Linked DNA regions of Zea mays: regions 1 and 3 are each linked to region 2. Evidence: chromatin contacts called from public Hi-C data. All regions are on one chromosome and are shown on one strand. Each heading gives the region's core, a stretch centred on a gene start, on an enhancer-like site or on the middle of the called end of the contact. The rest is flanking DNA. Distances are from core to core; before and after follow the strand shown.

Evidence for each region. A called contact is a pair of places that touch in the nucleus more often than the background predicts.
Region 1: a Hi-C map of ear shows a contact between it and region 2, with 1.9 times the contacts expected there. The contact joins the promoter of LOC100381639 here to the promoter of LOC100278506 in region 2. A contact is called at or near these places in 2 of 25 Hi-C or Micro-C datasets (bundle sheath and ear).
Region 3: a contact with region 2 is called in a Hi-C map of endosperm, with 2.2 times the contacts expected there. The contact joins the promoter of LOC100280772 here to the promoter of LOC100278506 in region 2. A contact is called at or near these places in 3 of 25 Hi-C or Micro-C datasets (ear, endosperm and tassel).

What each region holds. Positions count from the first base shown.
Region 1 is chr5:211,139,569-211,143,476 of Zm-B73-REFERENCE-NAM-5.0, forward strand. LOC100381639 (Delta(12)-fatty-acid desaturase) reads right to left here and starts at 2,619. Exons shown (of 2, transcript NM_001174454.1): 1 at 2,523-2,619; 2 at 1,081-2,414. The coding sequence starts at 2,410. The coding sequence ends at 1,289.
Region 2 is chr5:210,872,361-210,876,369 of Zm-B73-REFERENCE-NAM-5.0, forward strand. LOC100278506 reads left to right here and starts at 1,578. Exons shown (of 1, transcript NM_001151762.2): 1 at 1,578-2,674. The coding sequence starts at 1,803. The coding sequence ends at 2,378.
Region 3 is chr5:211,245,728-211,249,942 of Zm-B73-REFERENCE-NAM-5.0, forward strand. It overlaps LOC100280772 (protein translocase/ protein transporter), which reads left to right and starts at 1,492. Exons shown (of 3, transcript NM_001153694.1): 1 at 1,492-1,602; 2 at 1,696-2,113. The coding sequence starts at 1,810.

The sequences.
Region 1 (3,908 bases), core at 1,369-3,868, 270 kb after region 2:
TCTTCATCAACTTGGATCGGGCTCGTCTGAGTTGGTCACATCGTACTGGCCCATCCCATAGGGTGACTCAGCAGGAAGCCCGTCAGGTGGCCCGTGATATGTTTTAGTATCTCCATGAGAATCAGGGGATATCTATCCCCCACAACTACCTATTAGTTTTAGAGGTTTGAAACAGGGTCTTAGGCTATCCAAAGCTTCAATGTATCATGTACTTGACAGTAAATAATCATTAGGTATAAGTGGTTGTACAAAATTGAGGGGGGCTATGGCCCACTTTGCCACCTTTGGCTCCGGCCCTGGTTAATGAAGATCAAAGTTGTTAGGCATGCATATATACTTCAAAGCAAATAACATGTATATATGAAGTAGCCTGAGCCGGTAAAAACGCAAAACCTAGTGAGTGTCTTACATGGAACACTTAAATAGTCGTTTCCCCAGACGGTGGCACGCATATAACTGCGCGGTTGTTTTTCTCGGAAACGTAACTGCATACAACTAACTTCGTGCAGTGACAGAGCACTGAATAATAATTAGGTATGGCTGAAGAAAGATAAAAAAGAAAAAAAAAATGATACAACATGTAAGACTCAAACTTGTAACCTATTGATTGCAAGTAGTATGCACTTACCATTACACCAAACATAATTTTCAGGTATGGCTCTAGCCATAGTAGGCTATAATGGGTGCTCCGCCATATATATGCTGAATCCTTTGTCCAACAATCTTGGACTGAGGATGTGATTTTTTTTTTTTTTGCAAATATGTAGCTGAACGCGAGGAGTGTAATGTGTTTTTGTTAAAACACATCGATCGAAGACTGTTGGATGAATGATCCAAATTAGTTTTATGTATATGTGTACGAGCGTAGTCTTGTGTATACGATATATGTTCCGTTTTTTTCCCAGATGACGGCAGTCATTTTTCCCATGCAATGATGCAACAGCCCCAAGGTTCCATCCAAACGTGCCTTGATGCACCACAGCTGCAGGCTGCAGCAAGCAAATATGCCCTGAAACGCGGACAAGAAAAACAACTCGGAACTGACCAAAGCTCACAGCCATGCATGGGCACAGACACATTACATTGAAATTTTTATTTGTCTATAGGTGTTATTGATGGCAGCTCTAGCATGCAATGACAGTGCACTAAGCCATTTATGTGCCCATATATATACTATCGGTACGACTTCTTTTTACCTCACTCTCTCTTCCTGATTTCTTCTCCCAATTCTCCGGCGAAAGTATGGGCGATCACCTAAGTCCTGAGTTCCGCATCAAGTTAAGCGCGGCTAGAACTTGTTGTACCATAAGATGCCCCTGCCGTTCTCGGGCTCGACGTAGATGCACTCCCTAGCTTCGCGCCACATCGCCTTGGCGATGGGGGTGGGGTCGAACTGATAGTACTCGCCGAGGATGGGCTTGATCGCCTTGGTAGCCTCCACGGCGTGGTAGTGCGGCACGGTGGACAAGAGATGGTGCACGACGTGTGTGTCGGTGATGTTGTGGAACACGCGGTTGAGGGCGCCGTAGTCGCGGTCCATGGTGGCTAGCGCGCCGCGCAGCCAGTCCCACTCGCTGGAGTCGTAGCGGGGGAGAGCCGGGTGGGTGTGCTGGAGGAAGGTGACGATCACCAGCCACGCGTTCACAATCACCAGCGGCACGGCGTAGACGCGCACCACCCACCAGAACCCGAACGTCGCCGCCAGCTTGTACAGCCCGAACCACGCGGCCACGACGCCGGCGTCCGAGACGAAGACCTGGGCGCGCTCCCGGTCGCTGTAGATCGGGCCGTAGGGGTCGTAGTGGCAGGCGAAGCGCGGGTACGGGCGACCCGACACGTTGGTGGCCAGGTACAGTGGCCACCCGAGGGTTAGCTGCACGACGATCTGCAGCAGACGGCCCACGGGGCTGTTGCACACGTACGGCGTGTACCACGGCAGCGCTTCCTTCTTCTTGGGCACAAACACCTCGTCGCGCTCCAGGGAGCCAATGTTGGAGTGGTGGCGCCGGTGGCTGTACTTCCACGAGAAGTACGGGACCATCAGCGACGAGTGCAGCACCAGGCCAACGATGTCGTCGAGGAGCGGGTACTCCGAGAAGGCGTTGTGGCCACACTCGTGCCCGATGACCCACAGGCCGGTGCACACGCAGCCTTGTGCGATCCAGTAGAGCGGCCAGGCGGCGTACTGGAGCGGGCTCGGGAGCGCCGGGATGGTGACCAGCGCCAAGTACAGGAGCGCCGCGGCGGTGACGAGGTCACGGAGCACGTAGGAGAAGGACTTGAGCACCGAGCGCTCGAAGCAGTGTGGCGGGATGGCCTTCTTGATCTGACCCAAGGTGAACGGAGGCTTCTCCACCGGTGCGCGCTGCTCCTGCTGCTCCTTCTCGATCAACCTGGCACCGGCACGCATTTTGCTGCTGACACAAAATACAGATGATCAAGCAAGATTCAAGAAAAAAAACATTGCGGCGACATCAATCGATCAAAAAGCTACCATATATATCATAAAAAAGTTAACCTACCAAGTTGCTACTGATTTGGATCCCTAACTTACGGATTGGCCTGGAAGAGAGCAAAGCAAACAGGCAAATGGCAGATGCGGTTACCGCGGCCTTTTCCATGTACTAGCTAGCTATAGCTATAGGTAGCAACATAATATATACTCCCTCCGTTTCGTGTTAGTTGTCGCTGCATAGTGCAAAATTAAACTATCCAGCGACAACTAAAAATAAAGCGAAGTGAGTATATAACAACGCAGCATCACTCCTCCTCCTAAACTTTAGTGACTAAAGTTAAGTCACTTTAGTGACTAAAGCTAAGTCACTTTAGTGTGTAAACTACCAAACACTATAACTAAACAAACACTATATAACTAAACAATACCTCATAGAATAAAAAAATTAGGGATTAAAGTTTATTTACTAAAGTTTAAGATGGTGACTAAAAGAATCAAACACATCTTTGAACCCTTAGGTCCATGTGCATCTTAATATTTGTACTTATTCAAAGCACTAGTTTTGTGCGTCATACATCACGTGCAAAATACGTAAGTTTGTTCCTTCCCTCGCTTCTTGCCTAGCAATAGATAGTTATACATGGCATTCTCCCCAGAGTTGTCTCACCTGGGACTGTTGTTTCTAGTGCTATCCTGTTTGCCGACTGCGGTCGTCTTGTCTCCAAAGCGTCTTGCGGAGCTGAGGCCTGAGGGATAGCATGATGGCCTTTGGTCGGCTCTGAGACCTGCAGCTTTAGGGGCTTGGCCTTTGAGTTATAGGTTCTGGTGTGGTGATGGCGTGATGCTAAGCTGCCATTAACCGGATCTTTACAAAGTTTCCTTCTAGTGATGGAATTCTTTGAAATATATTTTGTCATTATACAAAGGTATGTCTTTTTTTTAAATGCTGATATAGTTAATGTTTTGAGAAATGAGAATTGCACACTTAACTGGTTCAGTTTATTATGATTCGGCGGTGTCTGGATGCTCATCATGCTGGTAGTCTGGATGCTACCGAGAAAGGCCCCGGATGGAGTGATGCTGCTCCTTCTAGCAGCGTGGATCTCTCCCAAGGAATCCTCTATGTGAGGTCGAAATGTTGTCTGATAGCTGTAGGCCTGTAGTAGGACCAGGAGAAGTGGGTGATCAAGTCATCAAGGCATGGTTGCTTCGGAAAGAAAAAAAGGGCGTACTTTAAATAAAAGCTGGAAAAGAACAACTGATGGCTCATGAGCGCAGAGAAGAATGGCTCGTCGATTGTAAAAAAACTGATGGGACATGAGCGCTACCACAGAAGAAATGGATGTCATCTGGACAATACACGAGGCTAACAGTAACGTTTCTTTGAGTCCATGAATCTGATCCATGTGTGACTACTGCACTCTGTGGACTCAATTGAGGGCAACGACAAGAA
Region 2 (4,009 bases), core at 328-2,827:
AACCGAAAAAGGGAGAGAGGGAAATAGGTGAGGGCCGAGTGCTGGGTCAGGGTCGGAGATGGACCTGCGAACCGCAGCCATGTACATGAGCCGCACGAGCTGCAGAGTTAGCGCCTGTGCCTATGCGGTTCTTCTTCAGTCCTCCTGGGTCGTCCTGACTGCATTCTCTCGGCCAACATCTCTCGTAGGAAAACATCACCGCAAAAACGATGGTAGCCGCAGACATGAAGTGTAACCACCGTGCGGTATAACTTGTACTGTACGTTTTTATGTAGAGAGCTTGCAGTCTTGCACCACCCGGATGTGTTGTGAAGGTAGATTGGCTGTGGAGAAGCATTTGCTGAAAAAGCTCTACCTTAAAGCCTACTAGTCCGTACGATGCGGAGCCCAAACATGACAAAACGTTTCGGTAGCAGGCGGGGACAGACAAGTTTCATTGGCCCAGCGCCTCCTCCCCATGTTCTCATGTGGATCCTTCGGTGCGCCCGCAGCTGCCCAACTTTTTTTAAGTAAACGTTAATCAAATAAACAGATGCAGCTTCGGTTTATTCTTTTTCTCAACCTATCTCCGGCATATTATGCATATGATCACATAAAACACCGTTTCACAATGTAGCCTGCAATGTTGCAGGGTGAATTTTAAAATATGAGATGAGATGTGAGATAAGATGAATAGGCTGCTGGAGACAGCCTTATAACTGCATCCTTCAAAAAAAGAAAGATACATCCATGCCTCATTGTTTGTTCGTTTTAAAAGTGGATTGAAGAAGATTAGATACGATTAAATGTCTTTTAGTTAAAATTAAATAGAAAATGATTTAGTGCCACTCAATCCTCTATCCCCCCGCAAAGATGCAACCGAACAAGGTAGGTCTCGTGAAGAAGTGAAAAAAAACTCACCCGTCACCATTCCACTCTATAGAAGGACGCTACCTATCTTTATCTCTATATTTAAACTGTAATCTGCGAACAAACAGTGTTTTGCACGACGATAAGCTGTTCGATGCAGTCTAACAATTTAAAGCTCATGTTGTTTGAGATGATTTTCAAAATTGTGCCTGTACAGTAGTAATGGATGATTCATTTTTAGGAGAAAATTGAGCAGCAATGCTGAGATAAAAGCGCAGTTTTAAAAATCCCCCAAATAATCAGACAGAGGGCAGCTGTTGACATGAGTTGGTGGCATGAGCTGCTGAAGCTGAACCAACCTACACAGGACCGGACAGCACACCACTTGGTGGACGTCAAAAGCTGCTGCCAGGTGGCCGTATCGAGGCCTGCACCGCACCAGCAGCTGCCGCCACCCATCATTTTTGCCAACACGGCTCCAGTGTGTCTGAGCTGCCTGACTTGGAGGAGTCGCAGGAAGGCAAAAAAAAAAAAGGGGTTTTGGTAATTCATCATTCACGTCGCCTCGCGTTATAGCACGTTCTTGTGTTCACAAAAAAGCTACGAGGAACTTTCAACTGCACACCTCGTTGGTGTCCCCCTCATGCATGAATAAAGCCAGCCTGTCCAGGCGGAGGCAAGCTGCTGTGGCTGCGGCACAAACACCGCGCCAGCACAACGCATACGCATACCTCACCTTCCTTTCCTCCTCCCGTCCTCCATCAAAAGAAGGCAGGGAAAGATCTGATCTGGGGGGTGAGAGAGCAGGAGGAGAAAGCCAAGCCATTGCCCTCCCCTCTTGAAGGCTTGGAGCTTGGTTCTACATCCTCTTCTCTTCCCCTCCGTCTCTCTCTCTCTCTCTCTATTTGGTTTGCTTGCTTGCCTCTACTAGACTCTAGTCGTCGGGTCCGGCCATGGCCACCATCCTGGAGAACATCCAGAAGGCGAGGTTCCTGCCGACCAGGCCGCTCAAGGACGAGCTGCCCACCTTCCAGGGCGGCGGCAAGAGCAAGGAGGAGAGCCACCTCATGGGCCTGAGGAAGCGGCTGTCCAGCTTCTCCGGCAAGATCCAGCCCATCTCCTCCGCGTCGGCCGCCGAGTGGGCGTTCCGCCGCTCCAAGTCGGCGCCCTCCCTCGGCGCCGCCTTCGCCGCGGGGGGCGGCTCCCTGAGGCAGTGGTGGCAGTGGGGCGTCGGCTGGCTCCTGTCCAAGAAGCCCGGGTTCGCGGGCGACCTCGAGATGAACGAGGAGGAGGTCGCCGCGCTGGGCCGCCAGAGCAGGGGCACCTGGGCCCACATCCTGTTCAAGATGCGGTCCGGCGTCCGCCGCCTCGTCGCGTCCGCGCACTCGCTCCCCACCACGCACAAGCAGCAGTCCCTGCCGTCGTCGTCGGCCGCGGCGGCGCACAGCGTCCAGTGCAAGCCGGCGGCGTCGTTCGCCTACGCGCAGCGGCAGAGCTTCCACCACACCGGCCACGCCATGGCGCACTAGGCAGCGTCTCGCGGTTGCCGGTGCCGTCTGCGGCCGGTCTCCTCCAGATCCAGGGATGGAGAGCGCTGAGAGGCGCGGGAAGAAGAAGATTCAGGTTACAGGTGCGTGAGATCGACGGTGAAGATGTCGTTGAATTGATGATGAATGAAATGGAATGTAGGATTACCGTTCTGTGATCTGTGTAGATCTAGTGCCCCTGTAGAGGTGAACAAGTGTTATACTACATGCCCGTTCTTTCTTTATATTATTCTTTTGGGTTCGTTCTTTGGACGATGTAAATGTAAAATGTTTTGTTGATCTTGTACTGTTAAATAAAACTGATGCAAATTGTGCCCCTCGGTTCTTGAGTAGTCTCAGGCTCTCAGCCAGATCTGATGTGTCTTTTCATCGGCTGCCCTGCCCAGCGAACCTGTAACATTCTGCCAGCATGTATGGGTGTCGGTGCACGCGTTTCCTGGAAGCCTGTACTACTCCTGGTCAATGCGACGCAAAAACAGCTGGAAAAATTCACAAGATACCTGTCAACTTGGGAAGCAACTATTCTCAAACGAGAGTTGCCGCCGGTAGACGGTTCATGGAATCAATGGTCACCGGCCGTGAGCGGTATTCTTTCTTTCCAGTGAAGTGAATCGACGTGTTATAGTCGTCTAAAAACGCAAATTACTCGTCTCCAATTTCGTTTCTAGAACGACGACAGGACACATACGATTCTCTCGTGTTCTGTCTACGGCTACCAGTAGCAGGAGTAGTAGGAAACAGCGAAGCACAAGAGAAGGTGAAGCGTCACATGTGAACAGGTAGGCGGTCAATTGTGTCACGTACGCTACAACTACGAGTCCGATGGACCTGCAGTTGCACCACGAGAAAATGGATGGTTCGCTAGCGCGGTCCGATGGAAGGAATGGGTAGGTGGTGCCCGCGAAACAGACGTGAATTCGGCGGCGGTCCATGGAATTTGGAAGGGAAAGCCAACCCAACCTTGCTACTTTTCCTCGTTTAGGACACCGACGTTTTCTTACCAGTGCCACTGGGCCAGGCGAATGAGTGGACGCCCGGCCCAATCCAGTTATGCCAATCTTCTTCGCCGCCTTCGCCAAGTTCAGCCCATGGTCTATCCGGAAGCGGCCGCCGCCTCACTCTACAACTGCCTGCGGTCCAACTCCAGGCCGTCACGTTTTTTAAAATGGTCAGGTCGTCAGGGCTCACTGTTTTTTATTTTAAACCATTTTAAATAGTATATATAAAATAATATTGTTGTTTTTTAAAACTAATCCGTTTAGTCACATTAATCTCTAGCACAGCTAAATTGTTGTACTGTATTATTCCGTCTCATGACATGGTAAGAAAGACAAACATGACCACTATGCCACGTCAATTTGATTGACTTAGCAAGCGGTCCCTCTTCCCTTTCTTATTTTTTTCCTTTTAGGCTGATTTTAACCATTCTCTCTATACTGTTGGGGGTCTTCGTCCTCCGAAGGTCCTCAAAAACATGATTTGACAATGTTTTCCAAGTGGATTATGTGAACAGGTATCTTCGGACTCAGAATTACGAACATGAAGTGCGGTCAGGACGAAGCCTGAACCAGACGAAGGACGGGCTGATTACCAAGCTCCACAAAGGATGGTGC
Region 3 (4,215 bases), core at 242-2,741, 370 kb after region 2:
TTGCACAGAAAATATTAATTAATCCACACGACATGCGTTCACCAAAATAACATACAACATACATATGCAACCAAAAACTTCAGTTCTCATGCAACAAACAACCAGCGAAGTTCGCAATACTCAAATACAAGTTCTTTTACAATCCTCCAACGAGACAACGACACATAGGTCAACTTTATTTCACAATACTCACATGTTCAGCTCGAGTCATAGTGATAGTACTCAGGCATGTTGGAAGGATCGTGATATTGTTCCAATCCGTCATAGTGATAGTGACAGGTCTATACAAAAGATATGAGATACATTAGCGAGAAAACAAAAACGACAGATAAATACTTATACACAAAGCAAAAAAAACATACATGTATGTGTGTTTGGTGTTTGTGTATTGCATGTGCACCTCACCAAGTGTTGGACTTTTCTCCTGATTAGCAAATCTTAGGAACACATAAAGAAGAACTGGAGCTAAAAGTTCTAGATTGGATCTTGTCCAGACGAATAGTTAGAGAAATGAAGCTACTTGATCTACGGATTCCATCTTGGATAGGAAATGAAACCAAAATTGACCACTAAATACCTAAACTTGACTTGAGATACGGGTTTCATCTTCATATATAGCATATAACAGTAAACAAGACTAATATGCCTAAATTGACCGCTAAATGTCTAAAGTGGAAGTCAATCTTAACATTAAATCCGGTTTTCCGGCAAAAAATGGTGGTTTACCGGTCTAAAATAACGGTTTACCGGTCCAAAAAACGGTTTACCGGCGGTTTTCAGGGTTTATGATTTTTTTAAAATTTTTTGAATTAGAACAAATTTTAAAAAACGGTGGTTATCTGAAACTGTATCAAGGCGGTTTCGATAAACCGACCGGTACCGAGCAGGGAGCTGGATTGAAGAACAAGAAGAACAAGAGAACAACATGAAGCTGGCAGGGTAGGTTTCGTAATTCAGGCTTGTTTGGATGCTGCCTGCCAGGCAATAGCCAGCTACCCATCCATGCAGGGTTCCGGATCCTGGTTCCTGACTCAGTCCAACGAAACTGTGCGTCTGGGGGTTGGGGTTGCTTGCCAGACAGAATCCGAGTACTTGAAGAAAACAGGCTAACTTCTGTTGTACATGGCTACATGCTGAACCCCCATCCAGATCAAAGATCTCTATATTAAAGATGCCTAATAGCTGCAACTTATAAATTGGAACCGAGTGAGTGATTAATTAATTAGTTGAATCTGGATGTACTTTTTTTAAAAAAAAATTGGATGTACATGTGCTAGTCTGCTACGTACTCGCTACTCTGCGTCTGAATTTCTAACGTGATCCTTTTGTAAGGCCCACGTAGACAGACCAGGCTTTTCCGCAGCAGCGAAGCAGCCCACGCGCAAAACAGGCCCGGAACCCGGCACCGACGCCGCCGCGACCGGGCTCCCCACTCCTACGGCGCTGCTCCTCTTCCTGTGTCTCTCTCGTCTCCCAACGACGCGATTGGCGATTCCATTTCTACCCCGAGACCTCCAGCCGTCCGCCCCTGAACCCTCAGCCTTCTCCGTCCCGCCTCGGCACTCGACGGCCGCCGGCACACACCGCGCAGTCTCGAGACAGGTAACCCGCTCCCCTCTCCGCTGAACTCCTCTCCCAACAAGGGGCCAGCCTCACCCCCAACGCCCATCTAAGCCAAGTGCACGGTGCTGCTAGATCCCGATCTCGTTCTGCCAACCGCCGAGGGAGGGTTGCGCTCGCCGGATCCCGCCCGAGTCACGTGCGGCTTTGATTCGCTGCACCTGTCGTGCAGGAACCGGAGGAACGAGGATGGAGGATGACTCGCCGCTGACGAAGACGATGAAGGGTGCGGTGACAGGACTCGCCGCGGGGACCATCTGGGGCACCGTCGTCGCCACCTGGTACGACGTGCCCCGTGTGGAGCGCCACGTCGCGCTCCCTGGCCTTATCCGGACGCTCAAGATGTGCGGCACCTACGGGGCCACCTTCGCCACCATCGGGGGCCTCTACATCGGCGTCGAGCAGCTCGTGCAGAGCCAGCGCAAGAAGCGCGACTTCGTCAACGGGGCCGTCGGCGCGTTCGTTGCCGGAGCCTCTGTCTGCGGCTACAGAGGTTAGAAACTCGAACCCTTTCTAACAAGGGAACAAATGCACCTGGGAAGCCTTGGCTTTAGTTTCTGGTCGCTTCTGATGCCCTAAATTTCTTACTTATTGATGATACTGGCATGCAGACATGTAGAGGTTAACTGGGAAGTGGGAATTGAGATTGTTACTCACTGCCATATATTTGACATGATGTGATGGTATAAGTCAGCTAGGTTATGGGTGATTGTTGGGTCTAATTAGTGAAGCTTGAGCTCAAATCATAAAGGAGTAGTTCTGGGTTTTGGGATCAAATTGATGCATAGTTTAGTTGTATCTTTTTCTGAGTCACTGGAAATGTTGTTTATTCATGTCACTGAATAGGCATAACCCTTGTAGCAATTAAAAGAAAGCTCTTGTACCATTGTACATTGCTTTGTCAATAGTCCCATGAACATAACGTCCATAGTTAACAGTTTTTTGTTAGCTTGCACATTGTGTCTGTAGATCAGTGCACACATTGTGTCGGTAAATTGCAAAGAGAAATATGTGATTTGAAATTATTACTCTTTGGGTGTCTGGAGCATTTTGGATTGGTTCACCCTAAATATGGATGACGGCATAGTTTGTGCTCCTATATCTAGTGACTTCTGGTGACTACACAGTAAGAGTTATTGTGTGGACAGATACGGGTCAAACAGTTGTTTCATAATATTCGCTCCATTGTCCAATTTGTGTTCCCTGGTTTAGAAATGATCGCACTGAGCATTATGCCATAGGTACTGTCATTTGGGGTAAACAAGTTTCTTCTTCAAGCATTGCAACCTATGGTTCAAACTATGCATAACAGGCCATTGAATTTGTAGAACATCTTGTTATTATGAGATAGGAGTATTACCCTACATAATCTATCATACAGTAAAATGATATCGTGCTCATTTACTTAGAAACTGATTTTATATGTTATTTATTCACTCCAGTTTGCTTCTCACTGGAAACTCTAGTAATATGAGTTACAACTTTCTTAAATGCCTCTATGGGTGGAGATGATCTTGGTGTATAAAGCACTGTGTGTGGTGATAAATTAGTGTAACATCATATGTGTTGTTTGGTTCACGAAATGTAACGTAAATGGTAATGGTTTACACTCGAGTACCGGTGGTAACAAGTTTGAATAGGCCGGTATCAATTTTTAGTGTGGTATCTGATTACGGTTGAACTAAAACAAACATGATTTACCGTTATCAGTTACCCATTGCATTACAAAATGTGAACCAAACGATGCCTTAGTGTTTGCTTGTAACATCAGTCAAGTTTAGTTACAAATAAGGGCTAATAAGCAATGATGTGGGTGAGCATCTGCACAACATTTCATCCACCAAATAAGCAATTTAGCTTTGAACGTACTCCTTCTGGTCATTAAAACATGTTTATGACAAGATGTTGGTCAAACCATAAAACTACAATTATAAGTAACATTCAAATTATTTAGTTTGGAAACAAGTGAGATATATTTGTAGATTTATATTGGGAAATATTTGCAAAAATCTCATAAGTTTTGATGGATTTTAAGAATACATTATGGAAGATATTAACGGCCAAAGATATGCATCAATGATCATACAAAGTCCTCCTTTGGATTGCAGGATTGATAAAACATAGGGATAGGAAAAATGTAGGAATAGAGTTGTATGCCACTTACAATTCCATAGGAAAATTTCCAAGAGGTTGGACCTCATTTTAGAAATCCTCCAAAATCTCACTACAATGGCCCATTCTATAGGGATTTTATAGGATTTGTAAGAACTCAATCCTTTGTTCCAAAGGGTCACATAGGAAAATTTACTATAGGATTTCAATCCTTCAAAATTCCTTCACTTTTCCTTTGTTACAAAGAAGACCCAAATGTGTAAGTATTTTTGACCGGAAGGAGTATATGTTTCATAGAAGTATAGGCGTAGCAGTGGCGAAAACTGTTTTATTGAGTTACTAGGTCACGCGTTCGAACCTCTCCGTATTTACGGTGGAAAGGGTTGGCTTTCTTGGTTTATCCCTTTTTCTGAGCTACACATGTGGGTGGGAGCCTCTAGCACTGGGTCTCTTTTTTTAGTGACAGTAGTGTCATACTTATGC